Regions from separate parts of the Hordeum vulgare genome. Here region 2 is linked to region 1. A link is a contact called in public Hi-C data. All regions are on one chromosome and are shown on one strand. Each heading gives the region's core, a stretch centred on a gene start, on an enhancer-like site or on the middle of the called end of the contact. The rest is flanking DNA. Distances are from core to core; before and after follow the strand shown. Region 1 holds the start of LOC123443852 (probable inactive receptor kinase At2g26730). Region 2 holds the start of LOC123439954.

Region 1 (6,416 bases), core at 2,100-4,599:
TTCCAAGTCTGTTAAATAGCGGTTGACAAAGGCTAGTGTAGCTCCTGGGCTTTGGTGTTCTCCTTCATGAATTAACTTACGTCGGGCGTACCAGATCGCCCAGAGTGTTACCGTGATCTTGGTCATCTCGATCGCAGACACTGATGAGCGCATGGAGAATAGCCAAGACTTTGCGTCTGGTTCTGCAGTCGCCAACATGTGTTCTACTAACTCTCGATTATGCAGTACCCAGACACAGCGCGCCATGGTGCATGTAAGCAGGGAGTGGATCCAAGAATCCTCTGCCCCGCATACCGCACAGGCCCGGGTAGGTGCCATATTGCGGTGGTGTCGAACATCTGTTGTGGGTAGAGAAGTCTGGGCCAATCTCCATAAGAAAATCTTGATTTTGGAAGGGACCTGGATCCGCCACAATTCATCCCAGCATTTCCTCTCTCTGGTGACATCCGCCGGGCCGCCATTGCCTGCGAGCCAAGCTTCCCTTCGGAGCTTAGTAGTTATGAGCATGCGATAACAAGACCTGACAGTAAACAACCCTTTCTTCTCCTGTGACCATGACCAGTAATCTTCATAGTGTCGGGTGCTAAGAGGGATGTTGAGAATCACATCCGCATCAATCGGTAGAAAAGTTGAGGTGATCAACTCCCGGTTCCACCTGGCTGATGTGTGATCAATGAGCTCGGCCACCATGGTGGGACGTTGGGCCGTGAGACATGCAATAGGTCGCATGGAAGCAACTTCCGGGAGCCAATTGTGGTTCCATATCTCTGTGGTTGAGCCGTCCCCGATTCGTTTGATCAGTCCTAGCCTGAGAATTTCGTTCCCCTCGATGATTGCTCGCCATATTTGTGAAGGGTTATTCCCGAGCTGAGAATCCAGGAAGCAAGTAGAGGGATAGTATCGTGCCTTTAGGATCCTGCCCCTTAGGGAATCCGGAGCCTTGAGCAGACGCCAAGCTTGTCGAGCAAGTAAGGCTAGGTTAAATAGTTCAATATCCTTAAAACCCAATCCACCTTCATACTTAGGCTGTGTCATCACCTCCCACGATACCCAGCTGGTCTTCCTTTCATCGGGAGGCACAATCCACGGGGCAATTTAAAGCATGCCATAGAGAAAACCGGGACTGCTTGCGCAATGGACTTTATAAGAACTTCTTTCCCTCTTGAGGATAATATCTTTTCCATCCATCCTTTCACTTTATCCCAAAACCCTACCTTTCAGATATTTAAACGCCCCATTTTTGCTGCTGCCAACATCTGTGGGCATGCCCAAATATTTGTCATTCAGACTCTCATTGTGCACATTGAGAATGTTTTTGATACTCTCTTTCTCTGCATCTGAACACCCTTTGCTGAAGAAAATGGAGGACTTAGATTGGTTAATTCTTTGTCCCGAAGCGTTACAATAGGTTTCCAACAAAGAAGATACCATAGTAGCTCCCTGACAGCTCGATTTGAAAAACAGCAGGCTATCATCAGCAAACAGTAAGTGGCTTACCGACGGAGCCGTTGGTGCCACTTTAATTCCGTGAATAGGCGATGATTCATTGTGGTTTTTGAGGAGGCACGAAAGGCCCTCTGCTGCCAACAAAAAGAGATAGGGTGATAGTGGATCTCCCTGTCGAATTCCTCTCGTAGGACTGAATTGTTTAGTTTCTTCCCGTTAAATAAGACTGAGAACGTAACTGAGCTCACCATCCGCATGATAAGATCAACCCAAGATGGTGCAAAACCCAGTTTGGTCATCATAGCGCTCAGATATGTCCATTCCAACCGGTCATATGCTTTCATCATGTCTAATTTCAAGGCACAAAACCCATTCCTCTTCGATTTGCTTCGTTTCATAAAGTGCAGACATTCATAAGCAGAAATTATGTTGTCTGTAATGATTCTTCCTCCAACAAAAGCTGATTGTTCTTCGGATATGATCTCAGGGAGGATGGATTTCAATCTATTTGCTAGGACCTTGGATGCTATTTTATAAAGGACATTACAAAGACTGATAGGACGGAATAGGGTGAGGAGTGTGGGGCTTGTTACCTTTGGTATCAATACCAGAATAGTTTCGTTCAGTATGGCCACATCATCTTCTCCTCTCAGAATTTTTAAGGTGACTGCAGTGATGTCGGTGCCACATACATTCCAGTGGCGTTGGAAAAAATGGGCTGGAAATCCATCAGGCCCTGGCGCTTTGGTGGGTGCCATTTGAAATAAAGCTTCCTTCACCTCTTCTTGAGTAAACTCTGATGTAAGCAGATTATTCATCTCCGGGGTAACTTTACGTGGAACCCTGTTAAGTACGTCCTCCATATTGGATATACCTTCGGATGTCTAAAGATGTTTGTAGAAATCGGTGATCATATGCTCTAGCTCAACAGCATTATCAACTGTAGTACCATCCTCACGTACCAGAGACTGGATTCTGTTTTTGCGTCGACGCTTGCATGCCCGTAGATGAAAGAACTTTGTATTTCTGTCGCCCTCTTTGAGCCATGATACCCGAGACCTTTGACGCCACATCACCTCTTCTGTGAAATAGAGCTCGGACAGTCTATCCCTGATTTTTTATTTCAACTCTAGAAGGTTGGGTACGTGTTTGATCTGCTCGTAGGTTTGCTAGATCTCCATTCAGACGTTTTATCTCCTTCCGGACGTTACCGAAAGTATTTGTATCCCAGCGCCCGAGCCCTTTTGACAGCGCGTCTATCTTCCTTTTTAAATCTGCTGCTGAGACCACTCCAGAGCCCTGCCAATGTTGTTGCACCTCCTCTTGGAAACCATCATGCGATTCCCACATCATCTCATACTTAAAAGTTCGTTTCACGGGGTTGCTCAGTAGGCTTTCAGTTTCAAGCAAGATAGGGTTGTGATCGGATGTTGCTGCCACCTTGTGCACTAATCTGGCACTCGGGAATATAGACAGCCACCCCACAGTAGTTAAAGCTCTGTCTAAGCGTACGCGGGTATAGGTTCCTCCTGCGACCCTTCTTTCAAAGGTCCATCTCGGTCCAGTGAATCCTAGATCAGAGACCGCACACATCAACAGCATCACGGAAACCGTTGACCTGTGTCAAGCTGCGGTGGCTTGATCCTTCGTACTCGTCCAAGCGCAAGATCTCGTTGAAAATCCCGGAACCAACATGCTCGAACGCGTGAGGGTGACCCGGCCAGCCCAGAAACCAACAAGCCCAAACACATGGCTCGGCATCCACAGAAAGAATCAGATCACGAGGCAGCGCGGCACACGGACGCACGGACGCACACCCGACGCCGTCACGGACGCGCGCACTGTGGCAGTGTGTGTGCGCGCCATTTCGAGCCAGTGGCAGTGCGTCGTCGATGCCAGCTACTAGTCGCCAGTCAGTCACCGCATAAAACTCTCCCCGGCGCGCACATTCCCACTCCCTTCTTCCCCAAATCCACGCCCCCCAACAAATAAGCCGGCTCCGGCTCCGGCTCCGGCTCTGCTCCCCAATGCCTTCTTCATAGACGCGCCCACCCGTCCGTCCGTCGCAATGGCCGTGCCCCGCGCGTCCGCGGCGGTGCTGTTGGCGGTCGTCGCGTCGCTCGCATGCCTCGCCTTCGCGGAGCCGCCGCCGAGCGAGCGGTCCGCGCTGCTGGCGTTCCTCACGGCCACGCCGCACGAGCGGAAGCTCGGCTGGAACACCTCCACGCCGGCCTGCACCTGGGTCGGGGTCACGTGCGACGCCGCCCAATCCACCGTCCTGCAGCTGCGCCTCCCGGGGGTCGGCCTCGTCGGCGCCATCCCACCGGCCACCATCGCCCGCCTCCCCAACCTCCAGGTGCTGTCGCTCCGCTCCAACCGCATCATCGGGACCATCCCCGACGACTTGCTCCAGCTCTCCAGCCTCCGCGCCATCTTCCTGCAGAACAACATGATCTCCGGCGCCATCCCGGCGGGGGTCGCCAAGCTCGCCGCCCTCGAGAGGCTCGTCCTCTCCCACAACAATCTATCAGGCCCCATCCCCTTCGCGCTCAACAGCCTCACATCCTTGCGCTCTCTGCGCCTCCAAGGCAACCGCCTCTCCGGCAAAATCCCCAGCATCGCCAACCCGGAGCTCAAGGATTTCAACGTCTCCGACAACAGCCTCAACGGCTCCATTCCGCAGGCCCTCGCGCACTTCCCGGCGGACGCCTTCGCCGGGAACCTCCAGCTCTGCGGCAAACCGCTGCCCCCTTGCAGCCCATTCTTCCCGTCCCCATCGCCGGCTCCCGGGATGAGCCCGGGCGACGAGCCCGGGGCGGTGTCTAACAAGAAGAGGAAGCTCTCAGGCGCGGAGATTGCCGGCATCGTCGTGGGTGCCGTGGTCGTCGCCCTGCTCCTGCTTGCCGCCATCCTGCTCTGCGCGAGGTCCCGGCGGCGGAGAGGCGCCCGCGAGGGACAACCAAAGGGCACATCCGCGGCGGCGGTGGGGGAAGCAAGAGGAGTCGCTCCGCCGGCGTCCGGCATGACGTCATCGTCCAAGGACGACATGGGAGGCGGCACCTCAGGGTCGGCGGCTGCAGCGGCGGTGGCCGCCGGCGCCGGCACGGGGGAGGCGAGCCGGCTGGTGTTCCTGGGAAAGGGCGCGGGGTACAGCTTCGACCTGGAGGACCTGCTGCGCGCGTCGGCGGAGGTGCTGGGGAAGGGGAGCGTGGGGACGTCGTACAAGGCGGTGCTGGAGGAGGGGACGACGGTGGTGGTGAAGCGGCTCAAGGACGTGGCGGTGGCGCGGCGCGAGTTCGACGCGCACATGGAGGCGCTGGGCAGGGTGGAGCACCGCAACCTCCTCCCCGTCCGCGCCTACTACTTCTCCAAGGACGAGAAGCTCCTCGTCTACGACTATCTCCCCAACGGCAGCCTCTCCGCCATGCTCCACGGTCAGCCTACCATCATCATCATCATCTTGTTTTCTTTTCTGAAACCAAATATACGTCGCCGCCCGCCCTTGTCACCGTGATCGCCGTCGCACTCGCAGCATCACTGCTCACTGCATTGCCTGCTACCCGCTTTGCCTGGCTAGGATTGCTGCGTCGTGTGCGCCATCATAGGCAAAAATTAGGCCGGCGTCGCGCGAGAAATTCATCAATAAGTGATGGTACTACTCGTTCACGCTACCGACGGGGACACACAGAATGGCACCGTGCAGTGCAAGATTCTGCCGGAATTGTCCGGCATTGATGGTCGTCCGCAAGCAGGTGGCTACACCTACACCTAGGCTACATAGAACGGTAGATGCGCGGCAGTTTAATTACTGGAAAATTCCTCTCGCCATGGCGGAAAAGAGAGAGAATTCGATGTGACCAGCATGTGTCGGGGAAGTAGTTGTGGCGCGCTTTTTCCCTGCTCTCTCTCTCTCTTTTCGGCGATGTTCCTTTTTCTTTGATGGTCATTTGTTTTCTTCATCTTTTCTGTTGCGTCGTGGCTTTTCTCTGATGATGCCCAGCCCAAGTGTGGTCGGACTCGGAGGGAGTGGTGCGATGGCTGCGAGGTCTGGGCTGTAAAGCGATGATGGTCCTCAGCTCACCTCACCTCACTGCCTACGCCTACTCAGGCTGGCTGGGTGCGTGCCAAAAATAAAATGCTGGGTTTCACATTCCGATCCAGAAACGCAAACGCAATTTGCCGGGGCACATTGAATAGTATGAAAGGCTCCTCGTTTGGTGTACTACGTACTCTTGGCGCCATATCTGTCATTGCCATACAGTACATTTGGGGGCTGCTTCTGCTGTGGCCGTGGGAAATGCCCTCCGGTGCTAGTGCTAGTGCTAGTATGTACTACCCGTGTGCGCTGTTGGGCGTGTAAAGAGGTGCGCAAATGCTCCTCTACAAGGTACAAGTGCCATGTGCCGCGTCCCAAGTGTTGCCCCACTGTAAACCAAAGTCAATACCCTGGCAAGTGGAACAAATGCACGATGAAGCTAGTACTCCTATCTATCTGAGTAGGGCGTTTTGGAGATCGGCCTTCATGAAACCCTTTATTTGAAAAAAATTCAATTTTTTTGGTTTAAAAAAAACTGAAAAACAATATGCAACTACACAAGAATGAAATGTATATGTGTGCAAAAATCCAGGATGAAACGCCTTAAGATGCGATATGTGTAAAAAAGAACAAATTCATGTACTTTTATGATAAATAGTATCATGGGTTAAAAAGCCATAAATTTATCTTTTTTGCATATAACTCATTTCAATGTATTTTGTTTTAAAAATGTACACACATGTGTGTTATGCCTTCATGTATATCCGTATTTCTTTCAGATTTTTTAAAAATGTAAATATATGAGTTTTAATGAATTTTGGTCTTCATGAAGGCCGAGCTCCAAAAGTCATTTTCGCATCTATCTACTATAGTACGCATAGCAGCAAGTAGTACTACATCGACGTTTATGTTCATGCTACTAGTACATCTCATA
Region 2 (6,893 bases), core at 1,741-4,240, 320 kb before region 1:
ATTCCAACAGATGTATAATGTGAGGTGGGATTCGACATCTAGTGGATTCGTTTGTTTACGATCTTTCTTATAGAGGACAACCTCAATATGCTTTGTCACATATGCTCCGTCAACCCTTGTAGTTCACTACGCCTAGGGAGCATATTTGAGCATCATTTCAATATGACAATCCAATGTATGATCGATCCCATGCGAACCTTACCACGAAAATATCGGACGAAATATGTGCCATGAATTTGCTTCCGGCTTGTTTACTAAGCCTCATAATTTGTTTTGTTGGAATATGGTAATTCGAGTTGCTTCGACGTAAGTGTTAATTTCATATATTTCCTAAGTGGTGTACTCATATTTTTATGGGAATGCTAATCCATTTGTTCAACTGGAGTTGTCATGAAATTCTTTCAATCTGTGTGCTTCTCTTCAAGACAATTCAATCCTCTCCAATATTTGCAAGATCAATCCTCATATTTCTTTCCGGAGTTTGCCTCATATGTCCCAAGTTGTCTTTATTTTCCCCACCCTCCAACCTTTTTTCTTAAATGATTAAGTTACCATCCAAGAGAATTTATTTTCATTGATGCTTCCGCTATTTATTTTCTTTCTTCCATATTGTATCCGGTGATTTATTGTGAAGATGCTCAAGTGTTAAGTTCATCATTCTTCATTATTGTTTTCTTCTCCGTTGGATTCAATTCAAGATTTCGGTGCTCATCATATCCTTTCCATTTGTTAAATGATTTCATGTGTTGGAAATTCGTATCCAAGCCTCTCTTATTTATTCATCCCTCTCTTTCTATTCGGAGTGCACAAGATATATCAGAAGATTCGTGTTTTCATTCAATCCTTCAATTAATTCAAGATCTCTTCTCATCAAGTTTCATTTACCGGTGCAATCTCTCTTTTCTTAGCAATCATTTCAACAGTGTATTCTTTGAGTGGGCCCATAACCCACATGCTTGTCCCAGGATCTTACCCGACTCTTCTAATCTTTTCCGGAGATATCTAATTCTTTAAAGCATGACGTAAGTATGGATTCCATCAGTCACATTCCTTCTCAAGATCGCTTCAAATTATTTTCATCATTGGCTCAAATTTTTCCTTATTCATTGTTTCGGAGTGTCTGAATAATTCTTGATGGTGATTCTTGCCATCATTCTCAGCTCGGAAGACCGAAGGAAAGTTTCTCTTAATTCTTAGTCTGTTCTTTTGAAGATTCATGTTTCAGCTTGTTGCTATCCTTTCAAATTGTTTCCAATCATGAGTAATTCCTTCCATATCTATCTAGTGCATTTTAGTGTCGTGTTCATTTCTCGATCCTCCGAAGGCCAGAATTTCAGAAGACTTCTTCATTCTCAGCTTTCAGCTTTCATTCTCATATTCTTCTCAATTGTTGTCTCTTCGTTCATATCTCAATTATTTCGGTGCTTCGTTTAAGTTTTCTATTAGGCGGATCGTGGTCTATTCGTTCCCATGTATCTTCATTCATTCTTGGTATCCTCATTCATTTGTGAATTCCTCCGGTGTTGTCGTTGAAGACTTCTTCAAGTTTGTGCTCTTATCTCTCTTCAATCTTTTCAAGAACAATAAATAGTGTGCTTAATCCGTTGATTGTCATCAATTTAACTTGGTGAAGCACAAGCGCAACATAATAACACTAATAATTAATTTGATGCATAGGGAGTTAGCGCTACCTGAGGTTCGTTATTCAACCTAATACAGTGAGGGCTAGTGTTGATGATGCTGGTCCTAAATAGAGCACTATGTGGGGCCACCCCGGGGCAACTTGAGGATTTCTATCACGCCACTATACGCGTAGCTCATCTGGTAATGCCCTGGAAAAAAGATACGTGCGGCTCCTATTGTGATCTGGCCAGCGAGGCGGTCTTGTTGGGTTTGTTTTACTCTTATCAAAGGTCTCGTTCAGTGGGATATCGAGGATACCTCGGCTATCTCTAAGTTGAGCTTTTCTCTCCAGGGCAGCTTTTGGTAATTTTTGATGGACTAGTTGGAACACCTCTAGAGGGTTAAGTCTTTCGGAAAGCCATGCCCGCGTTTATGTGACAACTTGAAAACTTTGTTTAACATCCGGTCATAGTGAACTTGAAGTAAAATTAATTAAAATATGTCAACTGAGTGTGTACCCGTGACTGTCTCTTATCGTGAGTTCTGCATCCGAAAGAGGACACAGTGGGGTTGTGTTTGACTCATAAGTATGTGTTCAGGATCATTTCTTAATAAATATTAGTTCACGTCCATTTATAAATAGATCACCTCCTATTATTCGTGTATTCGTAAGTTAGCCACTTAAATAAATGCGTAGTTGCTTGCTGCAGTCTCACCACTTAACCATACCTCACACATTAAGCTTTGCTAGTCTTGATACCTTTGGAAATGAGATTGCTGAGTCCCTGTGGCTCATAGATTACTATAACAACAGTTGCAGGTACAAGTAAAACGATACTTTGACGTGAGCGCGGTGATTTTTCTATTTGGAGTTTTTCTTCCTCTTCTTCATCGATCATAGGATGGGTTCTAGGTCGGCAGCTTGGTATAGTAAGGATGAACATTGTTCTTTTATCATTTGTTTTCATCCATAGTCGGACCATGCTCTTCTACATGATGATTGAATATATTGTTGTATTGTGTTGTTCATGTTGTAGCTTGTGACCCGTGCAAGCCAATTCCTTATACTCATCTCTTCCATACATGTATTTGTAATGATATTCATTCTTGCGAAACGACGAGGTGCGCTTCTATCCCTGTCGAGACCCTCGTGCCAAAATAAAGATAGGATGAGTTACACATTGCCAGGGCCGGCGCCGGTCAGTCACGTCTAGCTATAGCCACGATTCCTCATGACCCGGTCTGCCGCCGCCCAGAACAGCTTCGGTGCCATCGCCCAGACCTATGCCACTGCGGCCCTCTCCTGCCGCCTAGAAGTGCTCTCCCGCCGTTCCTCAGACCTGCTGTGCCACCTCCGGCCAAACCTATGCCACCGCCAAAAACTGCTCTCCTATGTGTCCTCGAGCTCCCACTTCTACCTCTCCTCGAGCTCCGACTACACCTTCTCCTTGTGCTCCGGCTGCTGCTTCTCCTCGAGCTTCCACCGTTAGAGCTCTGCTATCTTCTGTCCTTCTCCCGTGCCCCTACTGTTGCTGCTCCTATGCACTCTGAAGGGAAGGTACAAAGTAAGTTCAATCAAATTCACTCTTAATTTTAGAGCAAATCAAAGTGAGACAAGATTGTTGGGACTCCTCGGATGTTTGATTACTTTGGTCAGTTTGCTTCTCCTAGACATCAACTAGAGTTGAACAAAATGGTGACTGAACAAATCTTTTTCAGTGAGTTTTCTGAACAAAATGTATGATAACTACAAAATTCAGAATGGTGACTGAATTTGACTTAATTCAGTATGCCGAGGAGTAGATGGAGTTAGATGGAGCTGTATGAAGCAATATCAAAATTCAGAATGGTGACTGAATTTTAACTGAATTTTTAGTAGGCAAGTATAATTGAATTTTCAGCACATATACAGATGAACTTTATACAACATGACCATTTTAACCATAGGAGTATTTTAAAAATACTCCAGCAAGGAGTAATGTGTAAATTTGGAGTAAATTTTGAGTATGAAGTAAATGAAGGTACCTCAAAAAATATGGAGTAATGCATAAATTTGTACTCTAGCAAGTTTACTTCATACCCAGTTTAAAATTCAGATTACTGTTATATGACAGTAATTCAATTTACATTTCAATGACAGTACTCCAACAAGGAGTAATTCAGTACTTGGATTAGCTTGGACTAACACCGATCATGCAAACATCAGCACCCATTGTTAAAAAAATCCAATTATTTGTCTTTTTTCCTTCGGTAAGCAAGTATAGGCCCTGAACCCAGTTGCACTTGGGGTTATCTAGCTGATGGATAAGCTGATCAGCTTCACGTTTCACTTTCTTCCTCCTTTGCTGTGGACTTGGGGTTATCTAGCAGATTTGCATGCATCGTTGGTTGGTTAGAAAAATAACTAACCTAGCAAGGTATCATGTGGCTCTAGACTAGCAGTAAGTTTGTCAAAATGTTGGTCAAGGTGGCAAAATTTTGCGAAAGGAAGTTGGCACATCTATCATGTGAATAATTACAGAAGGAAGTTAATCTTCTCTTAGCAAACATAGCAGAAAGTAAGAAGCAAAACAAATGGGTAAACTGCATTTGGTAAAGATGGTAGTAAATTCAGTTAACTACTATGTCAAAATTCAGTTAACTCACTTGTGAAATGAGTTTTAAATTTCCTTGCAATAAGAAGTACACTTTGAGCCTGTTGGGCAACCATCCAGCTCCGTAAAATAGGGGAGCGAACGGTGCACCACTTCCGCGACTCCAAGAAAATAGGCTATAGTCTGCTCCGCTCCGGCCGCTTCACGAGCCAAGGTGCAGGGCGAAGAGTTGCCGAATAGGTCTTTTGTATTCAGAGAAGTATAAAATACTAAAATTTTAGCAACATAACTAAATCTGTTGAGCAAGATTCAGTTTGACAAAATCTAGCTCTAAATTTACACTGTTGAGCTGATTGCACAGTGGCTATCTGAGATATATCTTGCTGCAAAATTATGCTCTAAGTTTGAGAAAATCCTGCTGCATATTCAGAAGAATTAACAGATGAGCAAGTAATTCGCCTTGTGCAGCCGGAAGATCTTGGGGTGTTGGGCATGGAGGGTCGTCCGAAGGGAGCAAGACGGCTCAGCTTTGTCCCTCGTCCTGCTGCTACCCTCCTTCCCATCCAGGTCGCTCGTTCTGCTCCAGGACATCGCCGTTGTCGTACTCCTCATTTGACCTTGCAAGGGGGAGACTTTAGCTTGCTGTCGTTGTTGGGTCCCCCGGTTCTCGCAGCATCTGTGGCTCCCATCGTCTTTGGTTGGTGGTGGTCCGGATCCGGTGCGTCGGGCCTCGCAGCCGCCGTCAGCCTCGCCGGATCCGATGCAGGCGGAGCAGAGTGCCATAGCCCGTGGGAAAATGAAGGACTTTTTCTCGATAAAGGGAGGGAAAGCTGGGGAGGCAAGTGAGTGGGAGCTGCGCGAATAGGAGGGAGCAGCGGAGGAGGCACCTGCACCGGTGGAGGAGGATGCAGTTGCGGCGGGAAGCACCGGAGCTCCGGCGGAGGGGGCCAGGGCAACTAGGGTGGTGGACTCCTCGTTGTGTGAGATGAGGCGGACTGTGACTTTTGTCGGGAGAAGTTGGAGTTAAAAAAAAAAAAATCCCTAGCGACAAGAATTACAGGACGGAGGGAGTATATTATTCGTTATGTGGCCTAGAAAAGAAATCGATTGAGTTATATATACTCTTTTCTTTTTTTCCTTTCTTTTTTTTTGTAAATACTACTCATGATAATATAAAATTATCATATAATTCTTGTTCTTCGGATTCGGGGTAAAAAACTCAATACAAAACACATGCGATGTGAGAAGTTCTCCAAAAATAAAGCCTTCACGAAATTAAGGACACACAATGTCACCGTTGTCGGATTCAGTCAAAGACTAGATCCTAAGTATTCATCCTGAGAGTAGAATTGAGCAAATTCTGTGCAATACCTTCAACAAGGTAATGATGACAAAACACCGCCATTGTTAGGTATGACTAACAAAGGTCCAACCAAGGTTTTTCACTCTAAAAACTCTGGTCCTTGTACTAAAGTAGCACCACCAAAACTCAAGCACGACGTGTTGTCACATTTGCTTGACCACCATTGTCATTCGGTCTATCCTTGACAAGTCGAACACACACAAACCACCATACTTTGTGTCGTGTCCTAGACCACTCCGCAACAAATATACGTAAGCCTCATGCACGAGGACCACCAAACATGACCTCTCAAAGCGTGTGAGGGAGTATGGGACTAAGGGGTCCTCGGGCCGCTGGCCTATCCCTATGGTCCGGACAGGTGGGCCTCTCTATGACCATCACTGAAGGACCGAAGATTATGATGACACCGTGTCCAAGATGGAAACCTCCTAAGTCGTGGCATGTCCTCCAAGTCACGATGATGGGTTCAACATGTTTACTCCCTCATGTAATCGACCATAAGCAACCCTAGGTATCCATGGTGTTTATATAAACAAGAGGGTTTTAGCTCGTAGGGCAGATTAAGATCATTACTCCTAGGGTGTTAGACCACATCATACGATCTCGAGGTAGATCAACTATGTACCGGATACTTCATCATCAATACAAACAAATCAAGACGTAGGGTATTACCTCCATCAAGAGGGACCGAACTTGGGTAAATATCGTCTCCCGTGTCTCCTTTTACCCACCGATCCAAGATCCATAGTTCGGCCCCCCCTACCTGTGATCTGCCGGTTTTGACACTCGCATTGGTGCTTTCATTGATATGTCCACTATAGGTTCGCCAAAGGATCGATGGCTCGCCTAATAATCATCGACCACATCTGCAACGGGGACGTTTTCGTTCCCAAATAGATCTTCGCGTTCGGTAGCATCATGCTGCACGCTGATCCGACCAACCACCTTGGCCTGGTCAGAAACCGCGTCCCTGATCAGGAGATCAGGTTTGGGAACCTATAGTTCATCGTCGACTCCCGGGGGGCCTTGTTGTGACAAAGCTTTTGACTCCCCTTGAATAGCTCTCGAGCCCCAACACCTTAACATCGGGAGTACTGGACCACGCCATCAAGGCGGCCTCCACCATGGGTCCGGCCCAAGAGTTTGAACGAGTCGATACATCCGAATCATCTTCGGATGAACATTGTCCTGATGCGACTCTAAGCACCCCTGAAATGGCGATATCGTGGATCAACCCCATGTACTCTAAAAACATGGATTCCACAGATGTCACGACATTAAATATGTTGCTCGTCTGGATCCAGGCCATGGGG

The links. A called contact is a pair of places that touch in the nucleus more often than the background predicts.
Region 2: a contact with region 1 is called in a Hi-C map of leaf, with 2.5 times the contacts expected there. The contact joins the promoter of LOC123439954 here to the promoter of LOC123443852 in region 1. A contact is called at or near these places in 2 of 6 Hi-C or Micro-C datasets (leaf and seedling) and 1 of 1 datasets of contacts at active chromatin or transcription factors (embryo).

What each region holds. Positions count from the first base shown.
Region 1 is chr3H:357,807,470-357,813,885 of MorexV3_pseudomolecules_assembly, reverse strand. It overlaps LOC123443852 (probable inactive receptor kinase At2g26730), which reads left to right and starts at 3,349. Exons shown (of 2, transcript XM_045120391.1): 1 at 3,349-4,880. The coding sequence starts at 3,515.
Region 2 is chr3H:358,127,718-358,134,610 of MorexV3_pseudomolecules_assembly, reverse strand. It overlaps LOC123439954, which reads left to right and starts at 2,990. Exons shown (of 2, transcript XM_045116567.1): 1 at 2,990-3,188; 2 at 4,686-5,406. The coding sequence starts at 2,990. The coding sequence ends at 4,855. LOC123439955 (a long non-coding RNA gene) reads right to left here and starts at 4,702. Exons shown (of 2, transcript XR_006630232.1): 1 at 4,270-4,702; 2 at 2,752-3,170.